Regions from separate parts of the Mus musculus genome. Here all the other regions are linked to region 1. Evidence: chromatin contacts called from public Hi-C data. All regions are on one chromosome and are shown on one strand. The core of a region is the stretch at or near the end of the contact, and the rest is flanking DNA. Distances in the headings are between cores, read along the strand shown.

Region 1 (2,614 bases), core at 61-2,560:
ATCCCAACACACTCTAGTGGGAGCTGCTCACCCGTCCCGAAGATCTGGAAGAGAAGGCGGGGCTGGGAGGCTCGGATCGCACTGGATAGCCTTCCCTCCCTGCCCACTTCCGATGCCTTCTTCTCAGGCATCAGGCGGATCCTCAGCCTCCCTTCGCCGTGGAGAATCCACCAGCTGAACAGCTCGCTGAGGTTGAACTGGAGTATCCCCACAGCCGCTACCTCCTCTGGGGGACCAATACAGCCTTCAAGAATCGTCTCCTCGCCCAGCTCCAGCACCAGCTGTTTGGCACGCCTGAGCTTGCGCACCGAGCCTCCCTTCAGCACCCTGGACAGCGTCGGACCCGCCTCGGGACTAGGAGAACTGGCTCCATCTGCCCAGGAGATTCCAGGCAGTGGCCCCAGCAGCCTGAGCAGAGGCTCACAATCCAGGGCCAGTGATCCCCGCGCCTCCAGCCCGCCAGCCTCGGGCTCCGAGGGGGACCGTGGCTGCGGTAGCAGCAGGTCTCGGGCATAGACGCGGAAGAGCGAGGGTACAACGAAGTCCACTGCCAGACTCTTCCTCTGCAGGCGCGAATAACTGAGCGGCTCCCGGGGCTGCAGAGGAGGCCCTGAGGCTGGGGAACCCGCGCGCTGATCGGTTGCAGCTCCGGAGTACGAGGCTGCTGCCAAAAGCAGTGGAGGCAGCAGCCACAGGAACCCAGCAGCTCCCATCCCGCTGGAGGGCGAGTTTACACTAGTCTCCCTTCCCTTGCTGGTCCAGCCTCGCCCTTCACTCTCCCCCAAACAGGAAAGGGCTCCAAATAGTCCTTGGTCCTGAATGGCTCCTTCCACTAGATCTCAGGGACTGTGTGTACACTATAGAGCGCCCTTGCTTTTCCCAAGCTACAAGGAGGCGAGAAGGGTTCTCAGCAAAACGGAAGACAAAGTCAGGGGGTAGTTCGGAGACAGTGAGACACCCTGGGCTCAACAGCTGGATCCTGCGCCTCTCGCCGTGCTGCGCCCCATTTGTAGAGGCCTTTGCTCAGGGACCAGGGAGGTGGCAATTAGGTACCGTTCAAGGAGCCCTCGGCGACCAGAGCTCTCCTCTTAGCTTCCAATCTTCTGCAACTTTCCAGGCTGTGAACCGTGGCTCCGAGTCGGTCACTGTCTTGCCCACGTCCTCCGCTCCTGTCACCTCCTCTGCGCTCCTTCCCAGGTCTAGGCAAGGACCACCGGAGGGGGCTGCTTTCTAGCGCCCCCTCAAGTGACCTCCGCTGCAGGAAGTCTTCGGATCGATCACCCTGCCCGCTGAACTTCTGGGCGTGAACACGAGCTCTGCGTTGCGGAGAGGAGGCTCCCGCTGCCTCCACGCGCGCAAGTTTGCAGCGTCCTTGCCGTCACCGACGTCTTGGTTCCTCGGAGTTCACTCCCAAGCACCCGGGCGGCCCTGGCCGCTGGCGACTAGTGAAAACATTCCGGGCAGAGGAGCCCGCAATGTAGCCAGCCCCCTCCTCACCTACCAGCAGCGCCCGCGGTTTTGTTGACTGGCCAGGGGGCGAACGGAAAACGTCTTACTGCCCCCCCGAGAACCGCTGGACAGAAGCAGCGGGAGGTGCCAGTTGCCACCGCTGCTGCCGCCCCCAGAGCCGCTGGATCGCATCTGCCTGGGCGCCCGCCACTTGCAGCTGGCAGTGCCGCGAGCGCGCGCCGAAGGGGGGCGGGGCCTCCGCGAGGGGCGGGGCTCTAGAGCGAACTCAGCGCAGCCGCCCAGCCCACGCAGCCGGCCCCGCCCCCTTCCAAGCCCGCCGGCCAATGCCGCTGCGAGATCTGCTCCTATGCAAATCTGCAGAGGCCTCAGTATTCATTGAGAAAAGCACCAAGCCCGCCCCGCCTCCCGCTGCTGGTGCCTGTTCCTTCCTCCAGATTGCCTGCCCTATTTCTCCGCTGTGCGAACAAGAGAGTATTTTGGATAAATGGGAAAACTGGAAGCGATCGTTGCAACCAAACACTCTGTCTAATTATACATTTAACAGATTAAATGTGTCCGACTTCAGAGGAGCAGGTTCCGGAATAAATCTGGAGGCAAAGAAAAACCAGAAGGAGGCAGGGGTAGCGAGGCCCTGCAAGATTCAAGAGCCTTGGAGCCTTGAAAGGGAACCTTCTCCAACACTCCTGTTATTTGAAAGCATTCCTGAGAGCCTGAGTTGTTCTTCTTCGGCTTTAGCCGCAACAAATGCTGTCAGACCTGTCAGCCACTTGGTTTTCTCATAATGGTGTCTGCACAGGTTTCCAGACAGAAACTGGGGATGAAACTCAGAGCCTTCTATAAGACAAGCGAACGCTCTGCCGCTGAGCAACCACCCCACCACGACACTATTTGTTTATTCACTTTTTTTATTTTGGCCTTTTTTGAAATACGACCTCGTTTTTGTAGCCCAGGCTGGGCTTGAACTCACTACACTGCCTAGACTGACTAGGAACTCTTGGAAATCCTGTTCCGGCTTTTCAAGTGCTGGGATTTGGGATTACAAGCATAAACCACCACACATGAGACGGATATTTTTAATTCCAGTTCTGGATCATTTGCTCATGTGAGACTTCCAAGCCCACCCTCCAGTCCTCTTGACTGCTAC
Region 2 (2,614 bases), core at 67-2,566, 450 kb before region 1:
TCAGAGGTCAACCTCAGGCTTCATTCCTCGGAAGCCATTCACCTTGTCTTTTGAGACAGGCTCGCTAATTGCAGCTTGAGTAGGTTGGGCTGCCAGGCCCGTTCACCCCAAGGGTCTGGTGTCTCTCCTACCCCGAGATGGGACTGAAAGCCTGTGCTACCATGCCTGGCTTTTATGCGGGTTCTGAGAATCAAAGCAAGGCTCATGTGGCAAGTCCTTAACTGACTGAGTCATCTCCCACCCTGACCCCAAGGCCCCAATCTGTGAGAACACATCATGTCATTGTATTTGTTAAGCTTTAACTATTTGAAACCTCACACTTCCATGGGGGGAAGTGACTGTACTTGAACAGGTTTATCCATGAAGATGTGAACTGTGTGGCCACCGGGCACAACACCCAGGCAGCCGACAGTGGCCAGTCCTGAGCCTTCAGCTTAACAGCTCCATGACATCATGCAATTTATTTAACTGGTTGGAGACTCAAGTTCTCCACCTGAAAACAGAGTTGATGCTATCCGTTTGGCCATTCCTCACATGATTTGGTGCCTCAGCAGATGGTGAAGAAACACTTCTGCAACACCCACCACATACCAGTCAGCTTGCTCAACACTGCATTATGAACCACAGGACGCTGTTTGGGGACATAATCAGGGCCACAAATACAGGGCCAGATCCAGAGCTCACAGCCCATGCATCTGTCCCACCCTCTGCCACCTTGTGTTTGTTCCTGGAGGTCATACCGAGGGCAAATGTGAGGGCTCTGTGTGGTTGGAATTATTTCATCTTCTTTGTTCAGTTCATTTGCTTTTTACTTGTTGGTCTCGAGTTATGTATCACCTGCACACACACACACATGCACACACACATACAGACACATACAGATACACACACACACACATACAGACATTCACACACACACACACACACACACACACACACACACACACACACGACCCTTCACATTCTACCTGCCTTATGGATGTCACCTCTACAGCAGCAACTATAACCAACCCACATACAGTTCTAGATAACTCCAGGACAGGTGTTTGGAACAAAGCAGGTGCTATCAATATGTGCCATGTGAACAGTTACATTATCTGCAATCTCTTAGGCTGCTTTTCAGGCAACTGAAAAGTTCCTGTTACTTGCTCTTTAATAGTCTGTCACTTGCTCCACTGGGTGCCTGGTTCCTGTTATATAAGTAGTGTTTCATCAACTACTATATTCAGCAGGATGCTGGGGTCAATCCCTAACCCCCAAACTGAGACTGGAACACGAATGACTCACCAGCTCTCCTAAAAGTCTAATTAATCACAGCAGCGCCGGAGCAAAACAACATTAGCTCAGGCCATGTCAAGCAGTTTCCCTGGTATGACTGATGACTTTGAAGCAGTGGGGTTGGCTTGGGCAAGATACTATTGGGAATATTCCAGATAGCCTTCATGATCATATTTCATACATTTCACTGAGGTTGGTTGGAAAGCCAAGAACGGAAAAACAATGATGTCTAACAATCTAACCCTCCGTAATTTCCTCCACCTTCACTTTGCTAACAGTGCTCTGTAGGGAGAACGTTAAAGTGTTCAGTCACAGGAAAACTTTATAACCACAGTGTTGCAAATAGGAAGACTAGGTAGATTCTGCAGAAGAGAGAGTTGGTGGCACACTAATCTCAGCCTGGCCTCCCTCTGTGACAGAAGGCTGTTATCTATGTAAGGTCATTAGTTTGACTTAACAGAGCAGGGTAGAGGGTGCCACTTTAGCCAACTCAGCCCTCATGTTCTCTAGGATAGAAAGTGGGGCCCAACTAAACCACCAACCAAAGAGGATGGCCTTATCTGGAATCACTGGGAGGGGAGCCCCTTGGTTCTGTGGAGGCTGGATGACCCAGGATAGGGGAACACTAGGTTGCTGAGTCAGGAGTGGGTAGGCAGGTGGGGGAGCACCCTCATAGAGGCAGGGGAAGGGAGGAGGGGATAGGGGACTTGTGGAGAGGAAACTGAGAAGGGTGATAACATTCACAATGTAAATAAATAAAATAACCAATAAAAAATTAGCAGCAAAAGTTGGAAATATCCAGAAGTTGAAAGAAAGAAAGAAAGAAAGAAAGAAAGAAAGAAAGAAAAGGAAGAAAGAAAAGAAAGAAAGGAAGAAAGGAAAGAAAGAGAGAAAAGGAAGAAAGAAAAGAAAGAAAGAAACTGGGGCCCAAAACAGAAAACAGCAAAAGGGCTAAGGTTGATAAAGGAGAATCCCAAACTGACCATCATTATTTGGTTTTGTAAAGGCTCCACTGAAAGCTGAAAGCAGAATTCAAGATGCCTTATTAGCGGAAGCATAACTATGTGAATGGGTATGCAAAGGAAATAAATGAAGATGGAAATTATTTATTTATACACTTATATCATGTTAGCGTGAGCATTTTAAAAACAAGGTCTGTATCTTAGTTGGCTTTTGTTCTATTCTTAAAGCTTGGCGTGATGCCTTATCCTTAATAGATATGCAATGAATGATTAATTGAGTTCAATAGTCTCTAAGTGTTTTTCCAAAGATGATGTATTGATGATGTATTAATCTCATGCTTGCTCATATTCCAAATAGCCAAGCATGACAAATG
Region 3 (2,614 bases), core at 60-2,559, 410 kb before region 1:
ATGCCCTGGCCAGAAATCTCCACAGATCTTCCCATTTCTTTCTCTCCTGGGATTATAAACATTTATCCCCACAACTGGGTTCTTCTGTGGGCTTTGAACTCAGGCCCTCATTCTTGCATACCTGGTACTTTTCCAACTGAGTCATCTCTCCAGCCTATTGATACTATTTGAAAGTTTTACAGTTTCAAAATGTATTGAACACCTCATCTGTGGCAGGTGCTGTCTTGGACTTGGGGACACTGACACGAACATGTAAGGTATGTATGTATGTCTTGATGAAGTTGAAGGAAAAACAGAAGTGTGCAAGGCTGGTGAGCTAATGTAGACCTGGCGTACTTCAGAGAACACAAAGGAGAGACACTGAGGCACAGTGATGCTCTGGTATACCTTCCTGAAAAGACACTTGTATACTGCTAAGAGTTGTACACTTCAGGGCTGTAGGATCTCGTGTGTGTGTGTGTGTGTGTGTGTGTGTGTGTGTGTGTGTGTGCGTGTGTGTGTGATGTATCACAATATCTGAAGCATCTAATTAAAATGGACCAAATAGATTCCTCCAGCTTTTACTGAGGCACTGTGCTAAGAGCTTTCCCATACATTAAATCATTTAACCAATTCTCTGCGAGGACATCCAGATCTCTTCAGAAGCCTGCATGCCAGATAGAATAATTTTTTGATGGATAGAGTCCATTACCAGTTTAGGCCATGAGCCCAGGTGATTGAAAAAGCATAAATCAGGCAATTGTTCTGGTGTTGCCCCTCGCTCCCGTCTTTAAACCTCTTGCTACTAATGGAGATATTATCGGACTCTCCTGATGACAGAAGAATGAACCCACTGAATCACCACACAGCCCTGTGTACGCAGGGTAGCTTCATATCCACACCCGTCTTATAACACTGTTTAATTTTGAAATCAAAGTGTTGACAGGTGCCATTTGCTGCTCGTGTTTGCTTTGTTTTACATCCAAAGACTTGTGGCTGTACGATCTGTACTTCAACTGGGTTTTGTATGTATGTGCGTGCGGGAGGTATGGCGAGCAAGAGAGTGAAGGGGGCATAGAATCTCTTCTCACTTTTGTCTCCTCTACCCATCTTTTATTTCACGGTGAACTCATCAAGCCAAACTCAACTTTTGTCCACCAGATCCTTAAATCTGAGCTCTTCAAAGATATCATCTAGTTTAATTCCTCTCTTGAGAGAGAGAGAGAGAGAGAGAGAGAGAGAGAGAGACTGAGAGAGAGCTCCCAGGCTTCCATCTCTGGAGTCCAGGAGCAGGCAATGAGTCAGAATAGAGATGAGGTTGTCTCTCTGGCACCAACCTGGACCCATTTTAAATAGCTCATCTGAATGTTAACGCACACTTGAGACAAGAGTGCAGCTTATATCCTCCTCAAATTGATTCATTTTGCATTGAGCCTGATGCAATTGACTCAGTATAAAAATGTCTTTGGCAATTAGGGGAACAAAGGGGCAGAGCTGGCAGGCTAGAGGGATGACAAACGAAGCGAGATGACGCGTACATCGAGGCTGGAATTAAATTTCTTTTTGAATCAGATGTTTCTAAGGAATGGGGATGGCAAACAAGAAAGTCCTTCTTTCCCTGCGAGAGAAACTTGAGGATTCTCTCCCTGGAAGGGAAAGATGCAAATTGTCTAAGAAATGGTCCTTGTGAAATGCTTAGCAGCCTCCATGGCTCCTCATGGTGTCAACTTTAGTGGTGGCTGGGGGCTCTGGGGCCAAGGCACAGCCAGTAAAACAGTGAGCTAAGCTTGGGCCAACTCAGCAGGAGGGAAATCATTGGAAAGATCCTATCTGAGTGGCAGACAGAACTCTGGAAATGAGTTATAGAAAAAAATTCTCCCACTGCAGAGTTTGGGGAGGCAAGATATGAAAGGTATCCTCAAAGGGATGAAAGAGTCTGTTGGTAGGAGAAGTGGGCTTGCTCTACATGACTCCAGGGCACAAACAAAAGTAAATAAAACAGTAGAAAAACAGAGGGAATTAGTAGATTCTGACATTATCTTGGGAGTTATATATACATTGTTATGGTACTTGTTTATAGAAAAATTGAACTATTAAATGAAGCCATATGCCCCAGTACCATGAATATGGTAAATAGCAAGTATGTGCTGGTTGTCATTTTTCACAATGATCTTACAAGGTATTACTACTGCTTTATGGAAATACACTGGAGGCTTAGAGCTATGGAGGCCCTGGATGTCTTTCTAAAGTTTCAAAGCCAAGGGACCACTATCAAGCTTTTCCAATGAGCTCCAGTGGATCTGCAAAGAGGTGGTCTGTTTTACAACATGATTGGCAACCCACTGGCTGGGGCAAGTCAAAGCTGAGTTTGGATGTACACACTACTGGCTGAGGCCAGGCAAGTCAGAGCCTGGTTCTTGAAAAGACTCTTCCATGGGCCTGGGGTTGCAGAAAGAGCTGGAATTCAATGCCCCAAGATGCCACAACTGAAATACTCTTCAGGTCCTAATGCGCCTTGAACTCATATATAGTTACAAGAGAATGTGAGATTGGAGAAGCTGCTACAAGGCTAGGACCCAGGGGGTTATGGAGAGAGAGAGAGAGAGAGATAGATAGATAGATAGATAGATAGATA
Region 4 (2,614 bases), core at 86-2,585, 330 kb before region 1:
CTCCCAGCACGTCTTCCTTTCTATGATAGAAACTGCACCTGACACCAGAGAGACAGAGAAACACTAGAAGGGAAAGACTAAAACACAGTCTCCCTGCCCCCAGCCCCATGCAACTGAGATGATGCTGCCCAGAGAGAGCTTTAAGAAGACTTAAGAAAGCCACATGGGCATGGCAGAAATACCATAGCATCGATGGTGGCAAAAAGAGCCACAAAATGTAATACGTATTTGTTCACTGAAACTCCCCAAGTTTCTATAAACTGAAAATACAATAAACAACATTTCTTTATAGGGGCACAATCATTTTATTTTATTTTTCTTTAAAAATAACTATTTCACACTAAAGAGAAAATAAAAGTAAAGCCATCTTTCCTGTATGACTAAAAGCCCCATTGCTACATAGGAAAAGGAATTAGAAAGTTAAACCATAAAGTGTCTAATAAACAATAAACACTACATATCAGACACCAGTGGCTATAATTAAAGCAATAATCAAAGGGGAATATACAACTTTATATATTTACATCTACTTCTTTGAAGAATTTTGGTTCATTTGATTTGTGTTGAGCTGAAAATGAGGTTTACAAGTCTCCCATTTCCTTTAAACTTGTCTCTTCTGCTGCTTAGAATTGTAAATTTAAATATAATAAAATTAGAGCTAATTTAAAAAATATATAACTCACCAGTGAATTTACTGTGAATATCCTGGTGGCAGAGTCAAGAATGAAATTTGAGGAATAATACTCGGCTTGACATAAACATAATTTTGTTATGGTATTCCGTAGAAAAACAATGCCGTTTGTTAATGGGATTATAATGGTTCATTATTATTAATAAAATGTAAGTATCTTGAACTGCTAAAAGAAAACAGACATAGAAAATAATATCCCATTCCATGATTGGGAAGACAAAGTCAGTGTGCTAGCTGGTGACCACAAAAATGCCTGTGTGGAACTGTGAGACTAGTCTAAAATACTGAATGGGAAAGAGAGGAAGGAGGGAGATGGAATTCCAGTTCCCTGATGGGAAGTGGCAGAGGCAGCAATGGTGACAGGGAACAGGGAGCCTGGACAGCTTCACAAATCAGGACGCTGTCAACAGGATGGCAAGCGAGAAGAGCTTTCCGGCTCCCTACCTCTGCCACCATGCCCATTGTGTTTGCAAGCATGTGAAAGATGACCACTCAAGTAAGAATGAGTGCTGACAAGCCCAATGTGACAGGGACTCTTTCCATCTGCTGTGAAGCCCTCAGAAATCTCCCCACACACAGCTAGCTTCCCCTTTCTTGGGTCACACAACCAAACAGAATAATACATTCCTTAATGCCTAACAAGGAAAGTGACTCATACAGATTTTGCATTAGGGTTAAAAAAAAAAATCTGGCAGCGAAGATGTTTCAACTGGTCCTGAAGATCTGATGAGTAATTCTGTCCAGGAAGATGTGGCTTCCTGACAGACGGGGAACCTTCCCAGTGATTTAAATACGAGTTTGGATACCAGAGAGTCTGCCGCTCTCTGGCATCGTACTTTATCAAAACTTTGAAAGCCTGTGGAGGACCCGTTTTTTTTCCATCTTAGTAGGAGGACTGTGGCAGAGACAAAAAGGCAAGGGGTGCAGAGATGGGGAGGAGATAGCTTTGTGAGGATGTAAAGGAGGGTGTGGTACTGATGTCTGCCAAGTGAGAGAGCCAACCATGCTTGGGGTTTGCCTCCTACTCTAGCTCCCCATCCTACCAAGAAGACAGAGCTCATAGTGGACCTTTATGAGATGACCATAGAGGACCCTCATGTGGTATCCTTCAGACAAGTTTCCTAGACGTTTCACATCTGTGACCATTTTATGAGTGAGAAAGTTTTACTTGATATCAGATATTTTACATAGGTATCCAAGTCAGACATTTACTGATGACAAATCATGAGGAAATTTTAAAATGGATTCTTTTCTGCAATTATAATTATATCATTTCTCCTCCTTCCTTTACCTTCTGGAAAAATTTTAAAAGAAATTCTTTGGTGTGCATATAGTTCAGTAAAGAATACATCAAATTTGTTTACTAACGAGGTGACTATGATTATTTATTTTATGTAAAGAATTAAATGTTGACTGGATATTTAGTATGGCAGGTAGTGGGCATCTTCAATGTTCTGTAGAATTGACCAATATTTTGATTTCTCTCATCAGTGCTGAGAACAGCGTTTCACACAATTGTGCTGTACAAAATGGCAGAAGTTTGTTTAGGGCCATTTCAGAAACTGTGAGAAACTTTATCCTAATCCTAAGCCAAAATTCATTGAGGAACTCTGTTTTCATGATATGAAAGTCGGCAATTCAAAGAGCAATTTTAAAAATCAAACATTCTAACACAGTGTAATCCAATGATATACTAATTTGATATTTACATACTGGGAGATGACGGTAGGAACATATTGGAAGTCTTTGTTTTCTGTAATTAAACCAGCATGTTTCTCTAAGAACAGAAAGCTTTGTACAATAAAAACTTTGCATTCTATGCATACAGTGCATCTGAGCCAAGGTGTCTTAGCTTGTATTGATACTATGTAGTGTGAAGTCATGCCCAGAGCGGAGTGTGCATGGTGTGTGTTCAGGACCAAG
Region 5 (2,614 bases), core at 55-2,554, 280 kb before region 1:
TGATATGTTAGTCCTAGATCACCTGATTCGGCAGCTTCCAGACACCTGATCATGAAACAAGAATGAAATGGAGCAAAGAGGCTCTGATTGTGTGGATAGGAGGGAGGAGGGAGAGAAGAGGAGGGGAGAGGAAGGAGAAACTAGCAGGAGGGATGGGTGGGATCAAGACCTAGCTAAGAACCAATTACATTTCCCCAAAGGCATACTCCTCCCCCACAGCATACAGCTTCCTCCAACTAGACATGCCCCCTAGAATATTTATAACACCCCCCCAAATTGTGATGACCTGGCGAACAGATTTTTCCACACATCAACTTCGAGAAGACATATAATCCAAACTCCAACCGAGAAGAAGGCTAGCGTTCAACCTGTGCTTTCTGGAGATTGGGACTCTGACTAGGAGATACCAAATAAACTATGATAGTTGGGGCTGAAGCAGGCCATTGGAGATACTCCACTGACACACACCAAGGTGGATCAATTAGACGGGGAGGGCAGCATGTGTGTGGATAACTATTATAATTGGAATATGAGGGCAAGGGCTTTGTAGGTGTATGGGTGCTTTACTGACAATTGACTTCCTCATCCTTTTTGGTGACGTGTTGCCTTCTTTCTTAATCTTGTTATGCATAATTCTCTAAGATGCTCCAAACAGGGCTTTCAGGTTTCTGTGTATTTTGGTATCGGGATATGTCTGGCTCACTTAAAGGCTTACATCTAGTGACAGTAACCATGCACAATGAGATCTCCAAGCTAACAGGGCTTAAATGTCTGCTACCCCCTCAGGCTCTTTGGGTGATGATTCAACCAAAGAGAAAATGGAAAGTATAACTTTGCACCCCCTCCCCTCTGACTCCAGTGCATTGCAATAGGGCTACTTTTAATGTGCTTAGCAACAATTAGCTCTTGAAGCTGCAACAGCTGCACAATGCTGATGCTCTCCAGATGCAGCAAACGAATTAAATCATGCGATAATTCAATTGGAAAATTGGGTGCAATTATGGAGAATGCAGAATCTGCTAGCCGCCTCATGGTGACTTGGAGTTCTTAAACAACAGTTGTGTGGGCTGCTCAGGGAGTCTGTGGCCCACTCCAAAACTGATGTGGGTGTTTTCAGGGACCTCTGTCCCACTTCTGGTAATGGTGGTATATTAGTTACTTTCTGTTGCTGCAATACAATACCATGATCAACAGCAACTTCCAGAAGGAAGAGTTTGTTCTTCTGGTCCAGTTCCAGAGGGAGAAGAATCCGTCATGTCTGTGGAGGCATAGTGGCAGGCAGCCAGGGCAGGAAGCTGAGAGATCACATCTATAACCCTAAGCCTGTATCAGAGAGCAGGGAGAGTCAGTAAACACTCCAACCCTCTTCCCAGTGATGTGCGTCCTGCAGCAAGGCTGTACCCCCTCATAACATCTCCCAAAGAGCATCATCATCAACTGGGAAGGAAGTGATTAAATATCTGAGTCCTTGCGGGACATTTCTCATTCAAGCCACCCCAGATGACATCACATAGCCCTGTACTTAGTTAAAAGGTAACTGGATGTCACCTAAGACGACAGCAATGACAAGGTTCTTGTATAACTTCCTGACTTTCCCACCTGAATCACTTCTTGGGTAGGCAGCAGTTGTCCTTTAACTATTGCTGGCTCCATCCCATGGTAGCACTGTCCACAAGCACAAGGAACAAGACAGAGTAACATCGGACACAAGCCCAAGATGGAGTTCCTAAGACTACCGGGTGACCATGAGAATCATAAAATAGTAGTTGTAAGCATTTTATTACTCCAGCATGGGTATTACACACCAAAGTTTTGATGTCCTTTGCATGTGTGTCACTTCCCTTATATTTACCATGATCTTAATGCATTGCTCATGATTTCCAGCTGGAACTTATGTAAAGGGAAGCACCAACCTAAAATAGTAATTTCGAGCTCATTTTCAGTGGAGTCTTCTTGGAGGTCTTTGAGCTTTCCTTCCCCGGCTCTAATGTTCGCAGCCATCTCATATCCTATCAAGGGCTTGTGTGTATACATGCTGCTCTGTGGTCACATCCACACTGGAGGACATGTCAGCTACGAGGGTTCCTGGGCATTTTGTAGTGACAGCCTACAGAGCTGTTCTCAGGTGACCTTGCCTCATCCAGCAGCGACTTCTCTTTTTAATGGCTTACCTTTCTCAAATCTTCCCAAAGTGTTCAAATGAATTTTCAGAGAAATCATAGCTCTCATCTTGCTTTGCAATTGGATTTTGTAATTACTGTAAATATCTTTTAGAATAAATACCAGGGACTCCAGGGAAGCTAACACCGTAAGCGTCAGCAGCAGCAAGTACAGCGTCCTACAGTGTGCCTGTTGACCTCCAGAGTACAGGTTGTTGTAGACATCCATCAAGATGCTTTATAAAGAAACAGATAATGCAATGACTTGGTAAAGCAAAGGTTAATTAAGAGAGCATCCAGTGTCCTATAAATTTAGTGGTGTTCTTAAATGAATTTGTATTTTATTTGCTTTTATATGCATGCCTTAAAAAATATAACACCTAGAGGGATCACAGATCTTTTTCACCCACAGATAAATTTTGAGTTTCCTTATTGTAGCTCCCCCATGCATCAGG

What was found. Hi-C and Micro-C count contacts between places; a contact is called where the count stands out from the background.
Region 2: a Hi-C map of LSK cells shows a contact between it and region 1, with 4 times the contacts expected there. The contact joins the enhancer-like site here to the promoter of Alk in region 1. A contact is called at or near these places in 3 of 39 promoter capture datasets (embryonic stem cells, hippocampal neurons and liver), 1 of 484 Hi-C or Micro-C datasets (LSK cells) and 2 of 115 datasets of contacts at active chromatin or transcription factors (embryonic forebrain and neural tube).
Region 3: a Hi-C map of the N1E-115 cell line shows a contact between it and region 1, with 5 times the contacts expected there. The contact joins the enhancer-like site here to the promoter of Alk in region 1. A contact is called at or near these places in 3 of 39 promoter capture datasets (cranial neural crest, hippocampal neurons and liver), 2 of 484 Hi-C or Micro-C datasets (the N1E-115 cell line and cortical neurons) and 7 of 115 datasets of contacts at active chromatin or transcription factors (SST interneurons, astrocytes, embryonic forebrain and 4 more).
Region 4: a contact with region 1 is called in a Hi-C map of the N1E-115 cell line, with 5 times the contacts expected there. The contact joins the enhancer-like site here to the promoter of Alk in region 1. A contact is called at or near these places in 4 of 39 promoter capture datasets (embryonic stem cells, hippocampal neurons, liver and 1 more), 1 of 484 Hi-C or Micro-C datasets (the N1E-115 cell line) and 5 of 115 datasets of contacts at active chromatin or transcription factors (astrocytes, embryonic forebrain, embryonic stem cells and 2 more).
Region 5: a Hi-C map of the N1E-115 cell line shows a contact between it and region 1, with 6 times the contacts expected there. The contact joins the enhancer-like site here to the promoter of Alk in region 1. A contact is called at or near these places in 10 of 39 promoter capture datasets (the HPC-7 cell line, embryonic stem cells, hippocampal neurons and 4 more), 4 of 484 Hi-C or Micro-C datasets (the C10 cell line, the N1E-115 cell line, cerebral cortex and 1 more), 7 of 115 datasets of contacts at active chromatin or transcription factors (astrocytes, embryonic forebrain, embryonic stem cells and 3 more) and 1 of 9 other capture datasets (pancreatic islet).

What each region holds. Positions count from the first base shown.
Region 1 is chr17:72,602,997-72,605,610 of GRCm38.p6, forward strand. It overlaps Alk (anaplastic lymphoma kinase), which reads right to left and starts at 1,311. Exons shown (of 29, transcript NM_007439.2): 1 at 32-1,311. The coding sequence starts at 713.
Region 2 is chr17:72,157,850-72,160,463 of GRCm38.p6, forward strand. The region is part of intron 4 of Alk (anaplastic lymphoma kinase); the gene reads right to left. Among named protein-coding and RNA genes, the nearest start is that of Gm41613, 30 kb to the left of the region's middle. Within about 2 kb of position 1,317, at least 29 of the 459 cell types and tissues checked have an H3K27ac peak or open chromatin away from gene starts, as enhancers often do. A contact at or near this core is called in LSK cells, where this site is marked.
Region 3 is chr17:72,189,947-72,192,560 of GRCm38.p6, forward strand. The region is part of intron 4 of Alk (anaplastic lymphoma kinase); the gene reads right to left. Among named protein-coding and RNA genes, the nearest start is that of Gm41613, 62 kb to the left of the region's middle. Within about 2 kb of position 1,310, at least 5 of the 459 cell types and tissues checked have an H3K27ac peak or open chromatin away from gene starts, as enhancers often do. A contact at or near this core is called in the N1E-115 cell line and SST interneurons, where this site is marked.
Region 4 is chr17:72,274,361-72,276,974 of GRCm38.p6, forward strand. All of the region lies in intron 3 of Alk (anaplastic lymphoma kinase), which reads right to left. Among named protein-coding and RNA genes, the nearest start is that of Gm41613, 150 kb to the left of the region's middle. Within about 2 kb of position 1,336, at least 31 of the 459 cell types and tissues checked have an H3K27ac peak or open chromatin away from gene starts, as enhancers often do. A contact at or near this core is called in the N1E-115 cell line, where this site is marked.
Region 5 is chr17:72,325,272-72,327,885 of GRCm38.p6, forward strand. All of the region lies in intron 3 of Alk (anaplastic lymphoma kinase), which reads right to left. Among named protein-coding and RNA genes, the nearest start is that of Gm41613, 200 kb to the left of the region's middle. Within about 2 kb of position 1,305, at least 2 of the 459 cell types and tissues checked have an H3K27ac peak or open chromatin away from gene starts, as enhancers often do. A contact at or near this core is called in the N1E-115 cell line, where this site is marked.